Regions from separate parts of the Sus scrofa genome. Here region 2 is linked to region 1. Evidence: chromatin contacts called from public HiChIP or PLAC-seq data. All regions are on one chromosome and are shown on one strand. Each heading gives the region's core, a stretch centred on a gene start, on an enhancer-like site or on the middle of the called end of the contact. The rest is flanking DNA. Distances are from core to core; before and after follow the strand shown.

Region 1 (2,977 bases), core at 232-2,731:
TGACTAGCTCCGCATATGACAATGCCTAGACTTCTGCCTTTTAGATTAGATGTAAACCTCAAAATGTTTAATGGAACTTTTAGTTTACTCAGGGCATCCAAAAGATAAAGGAGTTCCCATTGTGGCTCAGTGGTAATAAACCCGACTAATATCCAGGAGGATGCAGGTTCGATCCTGGCCCTGCTCAGTACACCAAGGATTTGGCACTGCCGTTAGCTGTTATACAGGTTGCAGGTTTGACTTGGATTCCAAGTTGCTGTGGTGTAGGCCAGCAACTACAGCTCTGATTCAACCCCTAGCCTGGGAACTTCCATATGCTGCAGATGCAGCCCTAAAAAAAAAAGAAAAAAGAAAAAGATAAATGAAACTGAAATAGAAAAAAAATTATAGAAACTACTGTTTTGTGATACATAAAATACAGTAATAAGTGGGACAACATAAACTCCTCTTTTGTTCCCCAAAACAGGAAGGAAGAGATAGAAAGGAGGAAACATTAATTTCTGCCTCTTTTGTTTGTTGTGAAATACTTTGGGGGATATCCTAAATTAAGAGTAAAAGGTTTTCAACAAGAGGATAAACTGTTTCTGCCATCTTTCAGTAAATCTGACTCTTGCTAAATAAGCTCTTTGCCCTCTCCCTTCCTTATTTATAGGAAGCGCTCTCTGAGAGAATCAGAGTTCATTCACTTCATCTACTTATTTATTTATTGTTGGCTGTGCCTTCAATATACAGAAATTCCCCAGAGCAAGGGATGGAACCCACACTGCAGCAGCTTCCCGAGGCGCAGCAGTGACAATGTCGGATACTTAAGCCACCACACCACAAGGAAAACGCCTCTCATTCTCAGCCACAGCCTATAAAAATGTAGTATTTTCTCATGATATCTATTCCTTTTATTCTCACTTCTCTGTTCCATCTACCCTAGCCTTTCATCAGACTCTCTTCTATTCGCCTTTATTCCTCCTATCACAATGCTGTTGACAAACGCAGTTCCTGTGCCTAGAACACATTTTCTTCCTCTATCAACTTCTAGTAATTCTTCACAACTCAGCTTAAACATCACTTCTCTGAAGTTCCTGATGTGGTGCAGGAGAAACGAATCTAACGAGGAACCATGAGGTTGCAGGATCAATCCCTGGCCTCGCTCAGTGGGTTAAGAGGATCTGGCATTGCTGTGGCTGTGGCGTAGGCTGGCGGCTATAGCTCCGATTAGACCCCTAGCCTGGGAACCTCCATATGCCACGGGTTCAGCCCTATGAAGCCAAAAAAAAAAAAAAAAAAAATCACTTCTCTGGCCTCTCAGGTAATATACTCCTACTCTAAGTTCTCATTAACACACATACAAATACTTTATAGGTATAATTTTTCACCTCTTTTTATGATCAGTTGATGAACGTCTTTTCCCTTTAGGATCTGTCACTCAGCACATATTGCACGCAAATATCTGTTCAATGAATGAATTGCAATATTGAAACGCAATTCCATTAGGCAGCCACTAGGAGGCAACTTTGCTACATGTGCACTTCAGTAATTGTGATCTTCACCAGTGCCTAGATGGTACCAATTTTCAAAAGCAACCTTCTCTCTTTCCCAAAAACTAGAAAAATAGCCATAAGACATAAGAATGGGAGTTCCCATTGTGGCTGAGTGGGCTGCAAACCTGACTAGTATCCATGAGGATGTGGGTTCAATCCCTAGCCTCAGTGGGTTAAGGATCTGGAGCATGCATGAGCTGCAGTGTACGTTGCAGATGTGGCTTGGATCTGATGTTGCTGTGGCTATGCTATAGGCCAGTAGAAGCAGCTCCAATCTGACCTGGGAGCTTCCATGTGCTGTGGGTGTGGCCTTAAAAAAGAGAAAGCAAGCAAGAAAGCTAGAACTTAAGTATTTCCTACATTTTGTCCACAAGTGCCAGAACGAGGACTGGAAAAGTAATATAACAAAGTATTTCTTCCAGCTTAAATGTTCAACTCTAAAGAATATTACCTTTTGGAGTTCCTGTCACGGCTCAGTGGTTAACTAGAAACCATCAGGTTGCAGGTTTGATCCCTGGCCTTGCTCAGTGGGTTAAGGATCCAGCTTTGCCGTGAACTGTGGTGTAGGTCACAGACACAGCTCCGATCTGGTGTTGCTGTGGCTGTGGCGCAGGCTGGCGGCTACAGCTCCGATTACATCCCTAGCCTGGGAACCTCCATATGCCACGGATTCAGCCCTAAAAAGACAAAAAAAAACCCAAACAACAATAACAACAAAAAAACTGTTGTAGGACCCTACTTAGAGCAATCATATTTTCTCTCCTGCAGGGAGTTTTTACTGTTCTTGTGGATCTTTCTCATCAACTGCTATTTTTTCTTATTTATTTTTAATTTTTTTGTCTTTTGAGGGCCGCACCTGTGGCATATGGAGGCTTCCAGGCTAGGGGTCTAATCAGAGCTGTTGCCACAGGCCTACACCACAGCTACAGCATCGCTAGATCTGAGCTGCATCTGCGACCTACACCACAGCTTGCGGCAACGCCAGATCCTTAACCCACTGAGCAATGCCAGGGATCGAACCCACAACCTCATGGTTCCTAGTCGGATTCATTTCTGCTGCACCATGACAGGAACCCCATTTCTTTCCTTTTAAAAATAACAATACTTTCTAGTCTAGCAAAACCTGCCATTTTTCTCCATCCCAAATTCTGAAAAAAGTGTCTAATCTTTTTTTAATGGCCACAGCAGACATTTAATATTTAGTGAAAGAATAAACAAACATGAAGAAATGAGGACTCTGTGTGTGGTTTTAAAACACGACCACATATTCTTTTTTTTTTTTTTTTTTTGCCATGCCTGCAGCATGCAAAAGTTCTTGGGCCAGGGCTCAAACATGAGCCACAGCAGTAACAATACAGGATCTTTAACCCACTGTGCTACCAGGAAACTCCAATGTGCACATATTCTTTTTTTTTTTTTTTTTTTTTTGTCTTTTGCCTTTT
Region 2 (2,977 bases), core at 267-2,766, 140 kb after region 1:
GTTATAAGACAATTCGTTTTTTAAAATTGATATCAGGGGAGTTTCCATTGTGGAACGGCAGAAACGAATCCCACTAGTATCTAAGAGGATTCAGGTTCAATGCATGGCCTTGCTTAGTGGGTTGGAGATCTAGCATTGGTATGAGCTGTGGGGTAGGCCAGAAGCCGTAGCTCCAGTTTGACCCCTAACCTGGGACCCCTAGCCTTTGGCCATATGCCTCAGGTGTGGCCCTAAAAAGCAAAAGCAAAAAAACAAAAAGTCGTATTAAAAGTTCATTTCAGGAGTTCCCATCGTGGCTCCGCGGAAACAAATCTGACTAGCATCCATGAGGACACGGGTTGGATCCCCAGCCTTGCTCAGTGGGTTAAGGATCCCGTATTACCGAGAGCTGTGGTGTAAGTTGCAGATGTGGCTTGGTTCTGGTATTGCTGTGGCTGAGGTGTAGGCCAGTGGCTATAGCTCTGATTCGAGCTGACCCCTAGCTGACCCCTAGCCTGGGACTTTCTCCATAGGCTGCGGGTGTGGCCCTAAAAAGACAAAAAAGGAAAAATTCATTTCATCCTTCATTGTCATCAATTTACACATACAGAATCATTCAGTGATCCACTGAATTAAAAATATTAGGCTAAATTGTGATTTTTTTTTTTTTTTTTTTTTTTTTTGGTCATTTTAAGGCTGCACTCTTGGCATAAGGAAGTTCCCAGGCTAGGGGTCGAATTGGTGTTGTAGCCACTGGCCTACACCACAGCCACGGCAATGCCAGATCCTTAACCCACTGAGCGAGGCCGGGGACTGAACCACTATGGGAACTCTTAGACTGTGAATTGTTACCGCCTCATAATGCATAAGGCAAAAAGCTTTTTATTTTATTCCGTCATTGAAAAAATACTGTTTTTTGAAAACATTAATTAACATTTTCTTTTTTTTTTTTTTCTTTTATCTTCTTTTTTTTATTGGCCCTCCCTGTGGCATTCAGAAGTTCTCAGCCAGGGATCAAACTTGCGCCATAGCAGTGACTCCAGCCATTTCAGTGACAATGCTGGATCCTTAACCCACTAAGCCACCAGGGAACTCCCATCCCAGCACTTTCTAAAAGGATAAAATATATTACCTTTATAAAAACAAAAGTAGCTTTTTCCTTCTCTTTCAGACATTTGCTTCATCATTGTTTCCAGGCTTTGATGGATCATGGTGTGAAAGTTGCTTCTGTCTTGGCCTACTCATTCAGTAGACGGTGCTCTTATATAGCAGAATCAGATGCTGCAGTAAAGGAAAAAGCCATTCAGGTTGGCTTTGTTTTAGGTAAGTAATGATAAAAATCAAGGAATGTTTTGTCCTGTGACACGACTAAGAATTAAATTTGCTATCGTTAAAGTAGTCTTCTAGGACATTCCCATAGTGAGCGTAAGGAAGTTATGAGAAAAACATGAGAAGAACTAGGTGTGTTATACTGAACATTAACTTATGCTCTCTTTCTAAAAAATCCTTACGACATTCTGATGATGTGATGGTATTCATAGTATTTTACAAATGAGGAAACAGATTTGGAAAAGTTGAGTAACTTGCTCAGATCACATAGTAGTGGAGCTAAGTTTAGAATCCTGCAGCTCTGTGATTCCAAACCACTTTTCTTTCTGCCATGTCAAGCTGCTACCAACCTCTTTTGTCAGCTTACTGTATGCTGTGATATGGGACTTCATCCTTCTGGGATTTTAGCCTTCCCATCTCTAAAATGAGGAAATTTGTATTACTATGAGAATGCTGAAAACATAAATGGAAAAGGATTCTAAGAAGGTTTTGTGTGCTATACATATAGAAAAATATTGTTTAGTGTTTGCATAACATTTTAGTATGGTTTTTATAAATCTCCATAGGTAAGTATGTTTCAGGCAAACATTTATTAAAATTATTGCTACCTTGGAGTTCCCATCATGGCGCAGTGGTTAACAAATCCAACTAAGAACCATGAGGTTGAGGGTTTGATCCCTGGCCTTGCTCAGTGGGTTAAGGATCCGGCGTTGCCGTGAGCTGTAGTGTAGATTGCAGATCCTGAGTCACTGTGGCTCTGGCGTAGGCCAGTGGCTACAGCTCCGATTAGACCCCTAGCCTGGGAACCTTCATATGCCGCGGGAGCGGCCCAAGAAAGTGGCAAAAAGACAAAAAAATAAAATAAAATAAAATTATTGCTACCTTTCTTTGTCTTTAGAAAAAATTTTATTTTGAAATGATTGTAGATTCGCAGTATCAAAATCAGGGAATTGATACTGGTTTAATACTGTAACCTAGACTACAGACCTTATTTTACTTTCATTGTTTCATACCTATACTGTTTTATACTTTCATTGTATGTTTTCTTCCTTCCATCCTTCTTTCCTCCCTCTCTCCCTCTCTCTTTTTCTTTCTTTTTATGGCCATACATGCAGCATATGGAAATTCCCATGCCAGGGGTGAATTGGAGCTGTAGCTGAAGCCTGTGACACAGCCATAGCAACACCAGATACGAGCCACATCTGTGACCTACACCACAGCTTGTGGCAAGGCTGGATCCTTAACCCACTGAGCGAGGCCAGGAATCAAAGAGACTATGGTGAGTCCTTAACCCGCTGAGCCACAGTGGGAACTCTTTTTTAAAACTTAATTTTTTTTTATTACTCAATGAATTTTATTACATTTATAGTTGTACAACAATCATCACAACCTAATTTTATAGCATTGCCATCCCAAACCCCAGCACATACCCCATCTCCCCGCCTGTCTTATTTGGAAGCTGAGTTTTTCAAAGTGTATGAGTCAGTATCTGTTCTGGAAAGAAGTTCATTGTGTCCTTTTTTTAGATTCCACATGTAATGATAGCATATGATGTCGGTGTCTCACTGTCTGGCTAACTTTACTTCGCATGATAATTTCTAGGTCCATCCATGTTACCGCAGATGCCATTATTTCTTCCCTTTTAATGGCTGAGTAATATTCCATTGTG

What was found. HiChIP or PLAC-seq counts read pairs in DNA pulled down with a chosen protein or histone mark.
Region 2: an H3K27ac HiChIP or PLAC-seq map of alveolar macrophages shows a contact between it and region 1. The contact joins two enhancer-like sites. A contact is called at or near these places in 3 of 47 Hi-C or Micro-C datasets (embryonic fibroblasts, epiblast stem cells and skeletal muscle) and 1 of 2 datasets of contacts at active chromatin or transcription factors (alveolar macrophages).

Annotation. Positions count from the first base shown.
Region 1 is chr12:37,498,945-37,501,921 of Sscrofa11.1, forward strand. All of the region lies in intron 3 of PPM1D (protein phosphatase 1D), which reads right to left. Among named protein-coding and RNA genes, the nearest start is that of BCAS3, 25 kb to the left of the region's middle. Within about 2 kb of position 1,482, at least 1 of the 83 cell types and tissues checked has an H3K27ac peak or open chromatin away from gene starts, as enhancers often do. A contact at or near this core is called in alveolar macrophages, where this site is marked.
Region 2 is chr12:37,640,100-37,643,076 of Sscrofa11.1, forward strand. APPBP2 (amyloid protein-binding protein 2) reads left to right here. Exons shown (of 13, transcript XM_013981135.2): 3 at 1,151-1,302. Among named protein-coding and RNA genes, the nearest start is that of APPBP2, 28 kb to the left of the region's middle. Within about 2 kb of position 1,517, at least 1 of the 83 cell types and tissues checked has an H3K27ac peak or open chromatin away from gene starts, as enhancers often do. A contact at or near this core is called in alveolar macrophages, where this site is marked.